2 separate regions of the Ovis aries genome follow, and region 2 is linked to region 1. Evidence: chromatin contacts called from public Hi-C data. All regions are on one chromosome and are shown on one strand. The core of a region is the stretch at or near the end of the contact, and the rest is flanking DNA. Distances in the headings are between cores, read along the strand shown.

What was found. A called contact is a pair of places that touch in the nucleus more often than the background predicts.
Region 2: a contact with region 1 is called in a Hi-C map of mixed tissues, with 4 times the contacts expected there. The contact joins the enhancer-like site here to the promoter of SMARCA5 in region 1. A contact is called at or near these places in 5 of 16 Hi-C or Micro-C datasets (blood, hypothalamus, mixed tissues and 2 more).

What each region holds. Positions count from the first base shown.
Region 1 is chr17:14,460,252-14,468,193 of ARS-UI_Ramb_v3.0, forward strand. SMARCA5 (SWI/SNF related, matrix associated, actin dependent regulator of chromatin, subfamily a, member 5) reads right to left here and starts at 3,308. Exons shown (of 23, transcript XM_060400631.1): 1 at 2,912-3,308. The coding sequence starts at 3,088.
Region 2 is chr17:14,773,564-14,781,505 of ARS-UI_Ramb_v3.0, forward strand. It overlaps USP38 (ubiquitin specific peptidase 38), which reads right to left. Exons shown (of 9, transcript XM_042234314.2): 3 at 3,682-3,811. Among named protein-coding and RNA genes, the nearest start is that of USP38, 9.1 kb to the right of the region's middle. Within about 2 kb of position 3,043, at least 3 of the 54 cell types and tissues checked have an H3K27ac peak or open chromatin away from gene starts, as enhancers often do.

The DNA.
Region 1 (7,942 bases), core at 2,058-4,557:
TTCCAGTGAGTCAACTTTTCGCCATGAGGTGGCCAAGGTACTGGAGTTTCAGCTTTAGCATCATTCCTTCCAAAGAAATCCCACTGCTGATCTCCTTCAGAATGGACTGGTTAAATCTCTTACCTATGATTAAAAAGCTGAGGGGATGGGCCTGGTACAGCACTAATATAAGAGATCAAATGACCCAGATTCAAGTCTATCTTCAGTGCTAAGACCTTTACAAACTTGTATAACCTTAAGCTCATCACAATCTCTGGTCTCCAGAGTAAAAGTGACAAAGCCACCTACCTAGAATTCACAAAATGGTACTGGGATACCATGAAAAGCCGAATATATCCTAAAAAGAGTCAAGATGTGCTTTCCAATAGCAGTCATTAATTTCTTTCACAGTCTTAACTAAAACAGGCAAAAGATTTGGGTTTAGGACTCTTAAGGTCATATGGCTATTGGTATATAGTGTACCTACCTATCAGTCCAGGTAGGTATGAGAAATGAGAATGAACCAAGACAGGCCCCATTCAGGTTGCCAAAAAGATCATACTAATTAAAAAATGTGACTGCTCCCATGACCTACCAATACCAAGCAAAAAAAAAAAAGAAATAACCTAATACATAGGAAAGCTAACTAATGTTCCTAGGAAAGTGGGCTTTGTCAGAAAATAAATGATTTTGGAAAAATGCAGCTTAAAAACAAACAAACAAAAAACCATACTATAATATGAAGGAAAAAAACAAAAACTAGTCAGTGAAAAGACTGGTAAAAGATAAAATCACTGATGTTACTATCCTGAGAAAAGGAAAAATAATGAAGCCATTTTTCAATAAATGAAATTGTTAAACAACACATTTTTGGTAAAAATATGACAGGGAAAGATATTCGGGGAAGGGTCAGCTTCAGAGCCAGATGTGGGTTCTATCACAGATTCTACTTACAAGAAGACTCAATTTCCCCATCTGGCAAAAATACTACTGACAGTCAGCTGGTACTTGTTACAACATTACTGTTCATAGTTAAACTCTAATTCCACTTCACCTTAAAAACAGCAACTGAAAGGCAAAACATTTAGTTTAGGCTTTAAATTATTCCGCTTTCTGATATTTCCTTAACACTTCTAGTGAGACTGAGACTTTGGCTGCTACTCCAAAATTCGAATGATAGCCTCTTTTGAGAGGCTGACAACAGTGGACAGCAATTTGCAAAGAAGCGCGGTTCGTGCTCAGTCGCTTCAGCTTTGTCTGACTCTGCCACCTCGCCAGGCTCTTTGTAGCGCGCCAGGCTCTTCCGTCCATGGGATTCTTCAGGCAAGAACACTGGAGTGGGTTGCCATGCCTCCCCTCCAGGGGATCTTCCCAACCCAGGGATCGAACCCGCGTCTCTTTTGTCTCTTGCACTGGCAGGCGGGTTCTTTACCGCTAGCGCCACCTGGGAAGCCCTGAGAACTGCGTATTTAACACAACTGCTTTCAGTGTCAAACTTTCAAAGCCCCTTAAACAAGGAAGCGGGAATCCAAGTTAACCCTAGCAATTCAAAACAATCATTTAAAACCTAAAGAAAAAGAAAACAAGCAACACTGACATGAACTGAAAACAAATTTCAAGTCGCTGAAAGCTATAGAATACCAGAGGTCCTATTCCACCAAAACCCACCCTTACCTTTAAAGTTCTTTCAAAAACTAATAACACGTTACCTCACCCTAGATAAGGCCGCTAGTTACACAGAGTAGGACTCCACTGAACTGACTTATGACCTAGTACAGCACCCAAATAAAACTACTGAGCCAAATGCTCTATGGTAAACTGCCCTGCCATTTCCTTATCGTGTTAATTCTGCAGCAACATTCCCTTTCAGAGCAGTATTACCTTTGCTCAATCTATCCAAGGATGGAAAAATTCCAGAAATCTCTGGGTTGCGACTATAAAATATCTCAAAACAGATCGAAGGCCAAGAATAAAATTGGAAGGAGCAAGCAACACTTTGTTCCCAGACATCGCAAAACCTTGGAGCACACCCAAAAGACCCGCCTGGCAGTTCCCCAATCTCTCCACCCTCGCAGTACTGTTACCATTCCCTGACCCACCAGCCCCAGCCCAGAAGGTAGGGAGCCATAGAGAACGGTACCAATTTTCAAAATAAGGCCAAGGCCCCCAAAGAGGAAATGCGCTGGTCTGTAAGCAAACTAACCGCCCCTCACTCACTAATTCATTCATCCATCCATCCATCACTCCCCCCACAAAATGAAATGGGGGTTCAAGACAGCTGCTGCCGCCGTGGTCGCTTCCCTTCCCCACGGAACAGTGCCTGGGAGGAGCCTCCTCTCCCTCCGAGGGAGCAGCTGTGCCCCGCTTATCCCCACTGCGCCCTCGGCCATCCAGCCCTCGCCATTGTTTCTGCGAAACAGATACCGCCCCCGCAAAGAACGGGATGAAGAAAAGGAGGCCCAAGCCCTCGGATGCGCTGCTTTTAAATGCCTTCCCCACCCCGCCTGTCTACCCCCGTACCTAGAGGGAAATTTCCCTCGCCCTCTCCCCAAGTTTAGCGGAAAGTAAAATCGAGATTCAGAGATGAGCGAGGGAATTATGGGAGTCCAGCTTAAAAAAAAAAAAAAAAAGGGTAGATCTTCACTCGGCCTCAGTAATCAAGAACATGTGTCTAATAAGAGCGTTCGAGGATTTGGCAAGGTTCGCCAAAGAGACAAATAATATAAACGTGAAGTGCCAGAAATCCACTTGAGGTTGCCTGGATTGCTTACGCGCAAGGGTGAGAGCATCATTTCCGACCCAAACGGTCTGAGGCCGTGTTGGAGTGCGAAGGGGTGAAGTTTGGCTCTGCGTCTCATCACTAGTACAGAGGCGAGGGAACCAGTTCCTCCTCCCCATCCTGCCCTCTTTCCACACCACGAGCCGCCCTCACCTCCATCTCCGAGTCCGCGGGGCCGGCGCTGGCCACGGAGGGAGCCGCCTGGGCTGCGACGCCCTCGGGGCCGCCTTTGTTGCTGCTGTTGCTCCCGCTGCCGGCGGCCGAGGCTGCGGGCTTGGAAGGCGCGCTCTCGGGAGGCGGGGGTGGCGGAGGGTCGGCCGCGGACGACATGATGTTCCGTCTGCGTCACCCGCTGCTGCCAGAGGCCGGGTCCGGCAGGGAGGAGGAGGAGGAGGCCTAGGCCTGGGTGGCTGCGTCGCAACGAGCAGATGGAGAAGCGAGAGGACTACCCGAAAGCCCCCTGCGCCGCGGCTCGGCGACGAGCCCAAACCAGGCCCAGCAACCTCCCCCTCTGGTCGCCCTCCTCTTCCGCGGGGCTCCGGGTTCGACCGGCGCTTTACCCCACGGCGGGAATCACGTCGACGAGAGTGGGCGGGGCCACTCGGGTCACTGAGGTCAGGGAAGGCGGGCTGATTCACAGGAGGGCGGAGGGTTGAGGGAAAAAGAAAGGAAAGCAAAGGAGGGACAGAGACTGGGAACTGGCTTAGCTGCCTCCTCTTCTTCCTCTGGTAGATATCATCTATCTCGCCAGCACTCAGTTCTACTACCTACGCCACCGACTATCAACACTCGCGAGATTGATAGTTGGCTACATGACTGGGCTCCGAGTGCGCATGCGCATTCTCCCCTCTTTGCCCTGGGCCACGCCTCCTTCGAGGCCCCAGAGAGCTCTTGGGTAAGGAATGGGCGGGGCCTCGAGGGAGAGATTGGAGACGTAGGTTTGTCCGTCGGCTTCCCGGCATGACGCGAGCGCTGTCTTCCAGGCGTTCTTAACGGCTCAGGGTCCACCGGCGCCTGGTCTGCTCTGCTTGGCAGGGATCTGCGGCACTCCCAGAAAACTTGCCCAGGTTTTGCGCCGCCTACTGCAGTATAGAGGCCTGTGCAGGCCTTAACACTTTCGCTGCCGCCGCTCATAGGTGTGACGCCAATGTGTTGAAGATGGTTTAGTTATCCCAGTTGACGTCTCTTAGGTTTTGTTGTCTAAACAAAAGGGCCCGTTGGTGTAATATTTTTTTGTCTACACGTTAGCTATAAGAATCATTTCTAAATTCCTTCTACTTCTCTTACAGAGTTAAACGATATTTTCTCTGAATTTACGTGCTAAACATAAGCAAACTGCCCATCACCATGTGAATGAGAGTCATAGATAAGAGTCATAGATAATCGGTAGATAAGAGAGGCCATGGGCTGTATCTTTTGCTCAACCACTAAATATTAAAATGTACAGACTGCTGTGCATTTCTTTCTCCTTAAGAAATACTTCGAATAATTTCCAGTGGTTACGCCTTCCACTGTCCTCAACATAGCCTGTGGGTCTTGCGCACGGATCTGCTGCAGGTTATCAAGAACATCGTGTTCTACTCAATAGAAAATCGTACTGCTGTGAATTGTTATCTGCCCTGCACAGGCTCTTATCCATCTTTGTATCCCCATATCCAGTATTCTATCAGTATGTATTGAATAGCGGAGACACACTTTTCAAGAGTTAAGATTTGAGCAAACTGTTGATTATGTTGAATTTCAAATAGAAGAGCTCTCCTTTGAATCTGTAGCCTGCAAACTTTTAACTGATCAAATGATAATTTTTAAGTTGAGATCTGGAAAAATGCCCCCCAGCCCATTAGAAATACTGTTTGTGAGACTATAAGGAACCATCTAAGGATATATGAACAGAAAAATACACAAATGATGTTTGTTGTGGTCTTCACCTGTTACTGCAAAAAGCCAGCAGTAGTGAGTCCAACATAGAAAGTGTGATTTTAAAGCTGTTGTACACCCACACAGTGAACTATTATTTATCTTCAACAACCATTAATGTAGAAGAGTGTTTATTATATAGTGTTAACTGAAAAAACTTAAGTTGAAAAACATGAATGAAACATTGTAAGGATAATCATAAAAGTATTGAAAGTGATTGTTGTTGGTATATATTTCCTAATTCTTTTTAGGTTGTATTTTTATTTTTTTCTAAAGTGAATCTGTGTGTTACTATATCAAGAAACTTATTTTTTATATTTAAAAAACACTTTTACCAGAAAAGATGATGTGGAAGTAAAAATGTCTAGGGTAACAGACACTGACATACAGACACTGAACAAATACTTATGAACAGATATTTAATATTGACATTAAGAAGAAAGCATATAACATTTAGTATTCAGAGTATTTCTTCACTCTACAGGTACATATCTTGGATCTTGGTTTAGAAACCCTAAAAATATACTGAATATGTAAATTGATGAAGGCTGACAATTTAAGAAAAACAAGTAGCAAGACAATAAAATTACCTCTAAAATGACACCTGTCTTTCTTAACATAGACATTTATACTATGAGTGAGTTTCTCATGTGAGCATATGAAAGCTGTATGAGAATCCTGTGGAGGTAATTATGGAGGAAAGATACTTAAAAGAAAGGAGGAAGAGGAAACAGAATTTTTGAATCCAGTAATCTAACCACAGGGACAGAAAAACATTTTGAGCAAGGTCTAGGAGCAGGGAGGAAGGAAGCGAGGAGCTACAGAAAAGACAATGTTTGAAAACTGAGGTATAGGGACATTAACTGAGTGGCAGACAGTAGTGCCCATTAAGTGGCCAAAGGACAAAGGTCTATTGTTCTTCAAATGCTGACAGGCTAAAACTTCCAGCTTCCAGCTGGTTCTGAAATTGATAGCATTATATAAGATTAGTGTAGTTAGAGTAGGTTGGAGAGTCAGGCAAGTCTGGAATTTCATGTAGGTATGAGAACTTAATATTTGTGTGAATTCAGGCAAATTACTTAACTTCTTTGAAGTCAGTCTTTTCCTCATCTTTTTATTATAGTATTCAAACTTTATATTTGGATGACATTCTTATAATAATGTTGAAAACTATAATAATTATAACAATAATCATAAGATAATGTTATATTAACCTAATTATAACATAATGATGTCTTAAGAATTAAATGAGATCGAGTATGCAGGATGTTTAATACAGTGCCTGGTAGATACTGAGCTCTGGGTTCAAGTGTTAGGTATTCTGATACTGAAGGATCATAAGCCTAAGGGTCAAAGAAGGATCATCCACTGTGTGTGTTTTTTTTTTAATAAGGAGGAGGGTAAAGGGAATAGTGTCATGAAAACACTAGAAGGAAATACTTCTTTAAACATGTTCCCAGAAATAAATACTATAATGTAACGTCATGATAGTTTATCTCAAATATGCAAATACCTGTTGTCTACACCGAAAATTCTCTCTACTGGATTTAGTGTGCTAGAACGGTATGTGCTGTGCTGAACAGAGTGGAGCAAACAGATACTTGCCAGAGGACAATCAATGCCAAAGAGCTAGGACTCTTTCAACATTTTGGCCTTGAATGGTAACAAAAAGGATTTTATTAGGTTTATCAAGAACACAGGAGGAATATGCTGAGCCTGTCTTTATCCCATGCTCATTTTATTTTGTGAAAGCCTGGGAAAGTAAGTCTGGTTACTACATGACAACAATGAAACAGTATTGAGTTTGTGAGTATCTTAAGAATGGGCGTTTCCAACACTAGATACCGATGATCACATATACATCTTTTTCAGAATTCTCTTACTCAGGTCATTTGCCACATGAGGGGATTTCAATTAAAGAAAAGTATTAAGTAAAGTTCCAATGCATCTCCCTCATGTTTGGTCACCAGGTCATATCAGTGGGTGACTCTGTGTCTGCTTGGTGTTTGTACATGTATTTATGCCATCATTTAAAATTGCCTTTCCCCCCGCCCCTGCTATTTACAAGTTAAAAATTCAAGTTCTCTGTGCATTTCCTCCCTTGTAAAAAAAAAATTTTTTTTTCTTCTTACTTGAATGCTTACTTTCATAAAAGGGGAATAGTCTCAAATCTAAGCTTCCATTTCAGAAGCCTAGAAAAAGAAGAGCAAAATAAATTCAAAGTAAGCAGAAGAAAGGAAAAAATAAAGGCAAGAACAGAAATCACTGAAATGAAAATCAGAAAAACTTAGACAAAATAAGACAAGGAACTGATTCTTGACAGGATAAAATTGACAAAATGTTTGGAAAACTAACAAAGAAAACACAAATCATCAATATTAGGAATTAAACAGAACCCATGGTTACTGACATTGAAAACATCAAAAAGATAAAGGGAATACTACAAGCATAAATTTGACAAATACCACTTTTTTGAAAAATAACAGACAATATGAAGTAGATAATTTGAATAGTGTTACAACTATTTAGGAAATTAAATTCATAACCTAAAATCTCCCCAAAAGAAATATCCAGAACCAGATGGTTTCACTGGTGATTTCTATCATATATTTCTACACAATTCTACAGAAATTTTATATAATCTCCTCCCCAAATATAGAAAAGGATGCACTTCCCAAATCATTTTACAAAGCTACTGTAACCCTCATACCAAACCAAGGATATTGTATAAGAGAAAATGAAAGACCAATATCTTAATGAATATAGATGTAAATATCCTTAACAAAATATTAACAAATACAATTATGCAATGTGTAAAAAGAACTGTGCAAATATAATTTATTCCAGGGATGAAAAAATAGTTCAATATTTGAAAATTGATGTTATCTGACATATTAACAGGGTAGAGAAGAAAACCCACTTGATTATATCAAGCAATGCAGGAAAAGCATTTGAGAAAGTTTCAACATCTTTTCATAATAAAAACTTGCAAAAAAAAAAGTATATAGGGAGACTTCCTCCACTTGATAAAGAACATCTGAAATACCTACAACCCAACATGATACTTCGTGAGACTGAATGTTTTTCCTCTAAGATCAGAAACAGGCAAAGATCCTGCTCACACCCCTGTGTGAGTGCTGGAAAGGAAAAATAAAACTCTCCATTTGCCAATGACACGATTATCTATGTAGAAAATTGCAAGAAATCTGCCAGAAAAATCCAAAGGCCTAATAAGTGGATTCTGAAAGTTTTCAAGGTAAAGAATAA
Region 2 (7,942 bases), core at 1,793-4,292, 310 kb after region 1:
CATTAGAATGGATTTCCTCCCCAGAAAATAAATAAATATAAACCTTTTCTCAAACAGCTGATACATGACTGTGCCTGACGGGAGGAACAAATAGTTGTTTATCTCCCTTGGACGATTTTGCTAGTATTCTTGCTATATTAGCTCAAGTTTGAGTTTTGTGTAATGGATAACAAGTTTATTAACTGATGATCAAGCTCACCAATTAGAACAATAAACTACAGAAATCACTCCTCCTAAGTGATAATGTATTATAATGTAATTACTTGTTAGTAAGGTTTACTTCTGATAAGCCTGCAGATTTTCCTTCAGTGGAAATGGGGCACTGAGTAGCTGATATGACACATAATTCTCTGAGGCTAGTTAAATTTCCAACCAACAATCACCAACTGAAATTCTGCATTTCATCTGCCTCTTGCCTCTTCTGAATATGTTTGTGGTGGGCCAGGCCTCCTAAAATTTTAAACTGTGGCTGTGTTGATTGAGCTTCTAGTCCTGTAAAACTGAGGATCAGACCTTGGAGGAAGTCAGTAACCACATAAAGCACTGCTTTCCTGTGATGCCCTAGACAGAAAAATGGACAGGTTCTCAAAGTTACATTTTGTCATTTCTCACTTGCAATAACTGACAATCAAATAAATAATATGAAATCAAACCAAAACCAGTGATGCAGCTGGTTAAAAGTGGTAGGATTCTGGATATATTTTAAAGGAGGAATCAACAGAATTTATAGGGTATGAGCTGAGAGAGAAGGCAAAGCCCTAATTCTAGGGCAATAAAGACTGATGTTCGCCTGCTTCTGAAGTTCTAGAGCAGTCAGTGGTTTCAAACCATTTTTCTCCTTCTACGCTGCTCATGTGTGCAACAGACAGTGCGCTGGTGACACTGACACGTGACACTTCTCAAGTGCAAGAGTAACTTTTAACTTTCAATTGCTCGTTGTGATCACAAGTGGAAGTTTTGGTGAGACCCAAAACATGCTAAAATATACTCTTTGAGAGGAAATCTCACAGTATCAATTTTAACAGGACTCATAAAGCTACAGGAAAATAGATTTAGGACCAATCTATAATCTTTTCACAAATACAAATGTGACTCAATACTAAGTTGAAATTTTAAAACAAGGTTTTTTGAAGTAGGAAACTTGTGTCATAACTTACCAAATGGAACGCCTCTGGAGAATGCTGAAAACTAAGCAGCATGTGAGAAAGAACTGCGAGAGCACCAGGTCGCACGAGAGGAAACCAAAGGCGATTAAAAACCTGCCCAAAAGACAAGCATCCACTTTAAGGTCTGGCATGGAAACCATTATCCCAATCAGTGGCTACTTTCATTGGGCCCCAAATTATTGATGTGCTTATCTCCTTCCTGGGAAGTTTTATCATAACATATACAATTAAACTCTGGGAGAGGGAGAAAGTTAGGAAATAATATGACAGAGATCAAGGGAGTATAATGACCCCACCAACTCTTAAAACTACATCATCAAATAAAAATCTGTCAAACAATGTTTACAAGGTGATACTCCCTGGACCATTATTTGTTCAGAAAATACTTACTGACCATCTACTACTGCCTGGCACTATTGTATATACTGGGAAAACAATAGTGGATTCAAAGCAAACCTCTGATCTTAGAGGGCTTACTGTCTAGAGGGCTGGATAGAGGCAATTAAAAGTAACATGAGAGAAAAATGCTATGAAAGCGAGGCATGTTGAATAGGGAATGCTGAGTGGCAAAAGGCTCTGCTGTTTTATTATAGGGAATTAAAAAAAAAAACGCCTCATGATAAACGTGACCCCTGACTACAAAAAACTGAAAGGAATGAGACTAAGTCTGACAGATAACTGGGAGAAGGGCCTTTGCTCTGCTTATTATACTCAGCATTGCAAAAGCCCTGAGGCCTCCAGCCTGGTGGACTAGAGATATAACAAGGAGGGCAGTGTGCGTAAACAAAGCACGGAGATTGAGATTGAGGCAGTCACAGTGGAAGACAGGACGAGAGGAGCAGCAGTGGCCCAGGCTGGGGAGGACCTCGTGTGATGCCTGAAGGGGATCAAGGGCAGGAGCCACAGGGCTACTGCAATCAACATAGCAAGGGGTGATCCTTCCAAGGCAGGAAACCCAGATTTGATCCGTGGATTGGGAAGATCCCCTGGAGGAGGCCATGACAACCTACTCCAGTATTCCTGCCTAGAGAATTCCTTTGGACGGAGGAGCCTGGTGGGCTACAGTCCATAGGGTTGCATAGCGTCGGACACAACTGAAGTGACTTAGCACAACTGGTGCTGAATCTGCATCAGGGTGGTAGTGATGCAGCTGGTTGAGAGTGGTAGAATTCGGGATATATTTTAAAGGTAGAATCAATAGGATTTGTAAGACATGGGCTGAGAGAGCATGAAGAGACAAGAATAGCTTCAAGGTTGAGCCTGAGCACATGAAAGGCTGCTGCTGCTGCTGCTGCTAAGCCGCTTCAGTTGTGTCCAACTCTGTGCGACTGCATAGATGGCAGCTCACCAGGCTCCCCCGCCCGTGGGATTCTCCAGGCAAGAACAAGTTGCCATTTCCTTCTCCAATGCATGAAAGTGAAAAGTGCAAGTGAAGTCGCTCAGTTGTGTCCGACCCTCAGCGACCCCATGGACTGCAGCCCACCAGGCTCCTCCATCCATGGGATTTTCCAGGCAAGAGTACTGGACCCCAGCCACTGCCTTCTCTGACATGAAAGGCTAAAATAGTCATTTAAGATGGGGAAGACCAGGTTTGGGAGGGAAAAATCAGGAATTAGATTGTGGATAAGCTGAACCTGAGATCCAAGTATATAGAGAGCTGGATACATGAACATGGAGTTTACAGGAGAATAATGAACTAGAAATAAAACCCTATCAGTCATGAACTTAGAGACGTTGCTTAAAGCCATGGTGGCTGTGTGAACTGAGAAGAAAGGAAGCCAGAGGTGAACCTCGAAGGCACTCTAAAGTTGGAAAGATCACACCAGGACTGAGGAGTCAGTGAGCTAGAACAAAGTCCAGGAGAATATAATATCCTGGAAACTGAGAGAGGAAGGTGTCTCAAGAGGGAGTGACCAGCTATGCCAAATGACTAACAGGTCAGAGGAGAGGAGGCTTGAGAAATAACTCGAGTTAAGCAACACTGGAGAGCACAGGTGTCAAAGATCGTTTTGGCAGAAAAATGGTGGTAAAAGCTTGATTAGTTAGGATTTAAGAGCTAATGGGAAGACTGTGTTTTCATAATAAATATTTGAAAACAGCAAAATTATTATTATGACCTAATCTTAAGTAGCATTTTAAATTTCTAAAGCCTATTCAAAATTTTTATTCAAAAGAAAACCCAAAACTAGATGCTTTAAAGGGGACCACCCAAAGATAAAAAGACTTGTATGGACTTATATGGGTCTTACTTCCCAGATAGCACAGGTGGTAAAGAACCCGCCAATGCAGGATAAGTAAGAGAGAGATGCAGGTTCGATCCCTAGGTCAGGAAGGTCCCCTGGAGAAGGAAACAGCAACCCACTCTAGTACTCTTGCCTGGGAAATCCCATGGACAGAAGAGCCTGGGGGGCTACAGTCCACAGGGTTGCAAAGAGTCAGACATGACTGTAATGACTTAGCACACATGTGTTACATGGCTCTATACATTCCAAAAGATTAATATACTCCCACTTACCAATTCTATTTTCAGTAAAGTAACATCTATCAAAATAGTAAACTTCTGGACAGCTGCCAGTCCTTTCAAGAGCGCAGTCACCCATGTGTCTACGTGCTGAGCCAACGGCCAGGACAGCCAGTCAATCATCCTGAAAATTAAAGGACAACAAAACCAGTAGCACTGACAACAGCCTTGACATTATTCATTAGGAATAACAAGAGTAGCTACAGTAGTAGTTACAAAGTCACTCACTTTGTGACTCAATATTTACTGAGCTTGCATGTGAAAAGTACTATTGAAGATGTATTTCCAGTGTATTAATTCATTTAACCTTCTCATCAGTCCTGTAAAATTCATTCATAACCTACAGATGAGGAACTGAAACACAAAGAAGTAACTGATAAAAGTATTTAGGGACCCCCCAGCTAATAAATGGTGAATTGAGATTTTTAAACCAAATCACTCTGGCTTAAAAACCTGGTTTGTTTTACTATTTTTGTTGTATATATTCACCCAAACTGGATTACTGGATCAAAATCAAATAATACAAACAAGTGGCTGCTTGTACTCAGGGATTTCCAATCTTGTCAACTGACAGTCTTATATAACACATTTGTATAAAAATAATTTCTGATAATCATTCTGCATAAATGCAAAGTTTCTAATGTATTCTTCAGTAGTGTCAACTTATTAGGCAAATTTACTTTAAGAACAGTGCAAATATGGCTATCTGAACTAAGACATGCATATGAAGCAAAATTTCTCCTTTCTGGTGATTACAATCTAAATAAATATAAAATGTACTGTTAAAAAAGACTATATTTTGAATCGTGAAACAGGTCTCTTCATCTCTCTCAAAATTCTACTATACAAAGACAACAAAAAGAAATTTCAAATAGACAAAAGGGCACCAAGTATACAAACACTAAAATGGTCTCGTTCTGAAATAGTGAGCGCTCTTCTCTTTGAGTAGGGCTTTCTTGGTGGTTCAGTTGGTAAAGAATGCGCCTGCAATGCAGGAGACTGGGGTTTGATCTGTGGGTGGCAAAGATCCCCTGGGGGAGGAAATGGCAACCCACTTCAGTCAGGATTCTTGCCTGGGAAATCCCATGGACAGAGGAGCCTGGCAGACTACAATCCATGGGGGCCCAAGAGTTGGACATGACTTAGTGACTAAACCACTACCACCACCTTTTTGAGTACCAACCCAATTAAATGAAAATAAAGTAACATGGGGTATGATGGAAACTATCCCTTATGTTAGATATCAACCACAATGAAGAAGATGCTACAATGCTTCTGGAAGGCAACTGGGCCAAATGTTCATATTATTTGATTTTGATCCAGTAATCCAGTTTGGGTGAATATATAATAAAACAAATAGTAAAACAAACCAGGTTTTTAAGTCAGAGTGATTTGGTTTAAAAATCTCAATTCACCATTTACTAGCTGGGGGTCCCTAAATACTTTTATCAGTTACTTCTTTGTGTTTCAGTTCCTCATCTTTAGGTTATGAATGAATTTCACAGGACTGATGAGAAGGTTAAATGAATTAATACACTGGAAATACTGTGAATGTCTCCCTTCTAAATGTTACGACGAGGAAATAAATACATCCTTTGATTGTACAAAATGTAAAATACATAGTACATAAACACACGACCAAAAGAGCAACTAACACGTCAAAAGGACTGGCCCTCATATTGATATAAACTATCTCCATTAACACTGGAGCGTTATCTTTAGTAAGATTTTTGCTCTTAACGATTAACCTGTCCTATCAGACACGGAGTGGCTTCAGAGTTCATACTGATTTTACCACAGGTTATCTGTATGTTTCCTCTATACTCTACACACATTATTTCTTTTTCCCTTTCTTGTTTTTCTGGCCAACAATGATGGTTTTAAGTCATTACAGTTGTCCCTGAGAGCTGTTCCACACCTCTCAACTGTTGTTAACCTGGTTTTCCCAAGTCTGTGGCCACTCTACATACCCAGAGTAGAAAGTAGTGACATTTGCATTTGTGTGTGGAGTATATTCACTGCAGCACTGCTTACAATACAGGAAAAATGCAAAATTATCATAAGGAAATGACTTATATTTACTATGGAACATTAGGCAGAATTTTAAAATATGAGACAGGTCGATATGAATCTATCCACAAGGATCTAACACAAAAATATCTGAGCTATTATTGAATTAAAAAAGAAAAAAAAATGCTGGTAAATCTTTTTAAAAACTGATTTGTTTAAAAGAAAACATGAGTACATGTTTTATGTATATATATATATATATATATTTACTATAAATGTGTACATAAAAGCACTGTGGTTTAGAGAAGGAGAACAAGTGAGCACCTCTCTTTGGCTCTACAGACTCTTCCCCGTGGGGAGCACAGTCCCAGAGTGGAACCAGACTGGGCTCCTTAGCACACGGGGCCCAAGTTTCCCTTTAGCTCAGGTTCAAGGGGAGTACAAGTAAAACTGAGGGGGCAGAGTAGCGAATTCCACTTGGCCATGGCTTTTCACCATCCCTAATCACCCAATCAGCCTTTGCCTCCATCCTCTCCACTTCTAGGCTCCCCTCTCACAAGCCTCTATCTAGTCTTGACCTTATCCCATGTGTAACCCATGTCCTAACCACCCTAAAGATACTTCAAGTCAGAAGTAACACAAATTTGAAGCCCTGAGAAGGCAATGGCAACCCACTCCAGTACTCTTGCCTGGAAAATCCCGTGGATAGAGGAGCCTGGTAGGCTCCAGTCCATGGGGTCGCTAGGAGTCGGATACGACTGAGCGACTTCACTTTCACTTTTCACTTTCCTGCACTGGAGAAGGAAATGGCAACCTACTCCAGTGTTCTTGCCTGGAGAATCCTAGGGATGGGGGAGCCTGGTGGACTGCCGTCTCTGGGGTTGCACAGAGTCGGACACGACTGAAGCGACTTAGCAGCAGCAGCAGCAGCAGCAGCAGCAGTATTCAAAAAATATTCGAATCTCTATTATATAATAGATACTGCATTAAATGCTAAAAATATAACTCTAAATTATGATGTATGCCTTCAAACTGATAGGGAAAGTTAGGAAATATTCAACAGGCCACACAATAAGTAGCAGTGTTGGCATCTGAAGCAATGATCTCATTACCTGCTCTGCTGGCAGAAGAGACACTTTTGGCTACACTTTAATTACATTCTAGTCTTGCTTCAGTTTGATTGGATACACATAGGCTCAAATCCTCTCACACACAGTCACTCTAGAATCAGTTATTTTTATGGTTAACTACTGTAATCTTATCTACTGTGTATTGGTTACAATTTGAATTTTAAGGACACTTAACCCTGATAGGCTGACTTAATTTCCTACTATTTAAAGAACATTCAGTAGCTGTAATAAATCTTGTTTCCTCCATTAGATTGTGGGATTACGAACAGTGTTGTTACAGTTCTGTTTTGTTTTTTAATCTCTAATCTTTGATCTGCATTGAAATGGAGCTGAAATCTATTGACTAAATGAAACTATTTCCCTCTAGAGCTAAAAAAAGGACATGCAACTTAAAAAAATTAAAACTGGCAGGGCTTCCCTAGTGGCTCAGACAGTAAAGAATCTACCTGCAATGCGGGAGACCCGGCTTTGATCCCTGGTTCTGGAAGATCCCCTGGAGAAGGAAACAGCAGCACACTCCAGTATTCTCGCCTCGAGAATTCCAGACAGAGGAGCCTGGTGGGCTACAGTCAGTGGGGTCACAAAGGCTTGGACATGACTGAACGACTAACATAATATTATGAAAGACATCTTAATTTCACTTTTATATGGCAGCTTAAGGGCTACATCCAGCTTTCAGTCTTATTCTTTCCAATGTTTAAAAAATTGGAAAACTTCACATAAAAAATGGACGTTGGGCTTCTTCTAAAAAATCAGGTTAGCAATACTGAACTCAAATTTTCCTATGATACAGACTTAGAGAATGGAACTTATGATTGCCAGGGGAGAAGGATCGGGGAGGGGATAGTCAGGGAGTCTGGAACTGACATGTACACACTGCTCCATTTTAAATGGATAACCGACAAGGTCCTACTGTACAGCACAGGGACTGTGCTGCTCGATGCTGCATGGCAGCCTGGACCAGAGGGGAGTCTGGGGGAGAATGGATACATGTACATGTATGGCTGAGTCCCTCTGCTGTCCACCTGAAACTACCACAACATTGTTAATTGGCTATACTCCAATATAAATTAAAAAATTTAAAACCAAAAAAAAATTCCCCCTTGATAATAAGA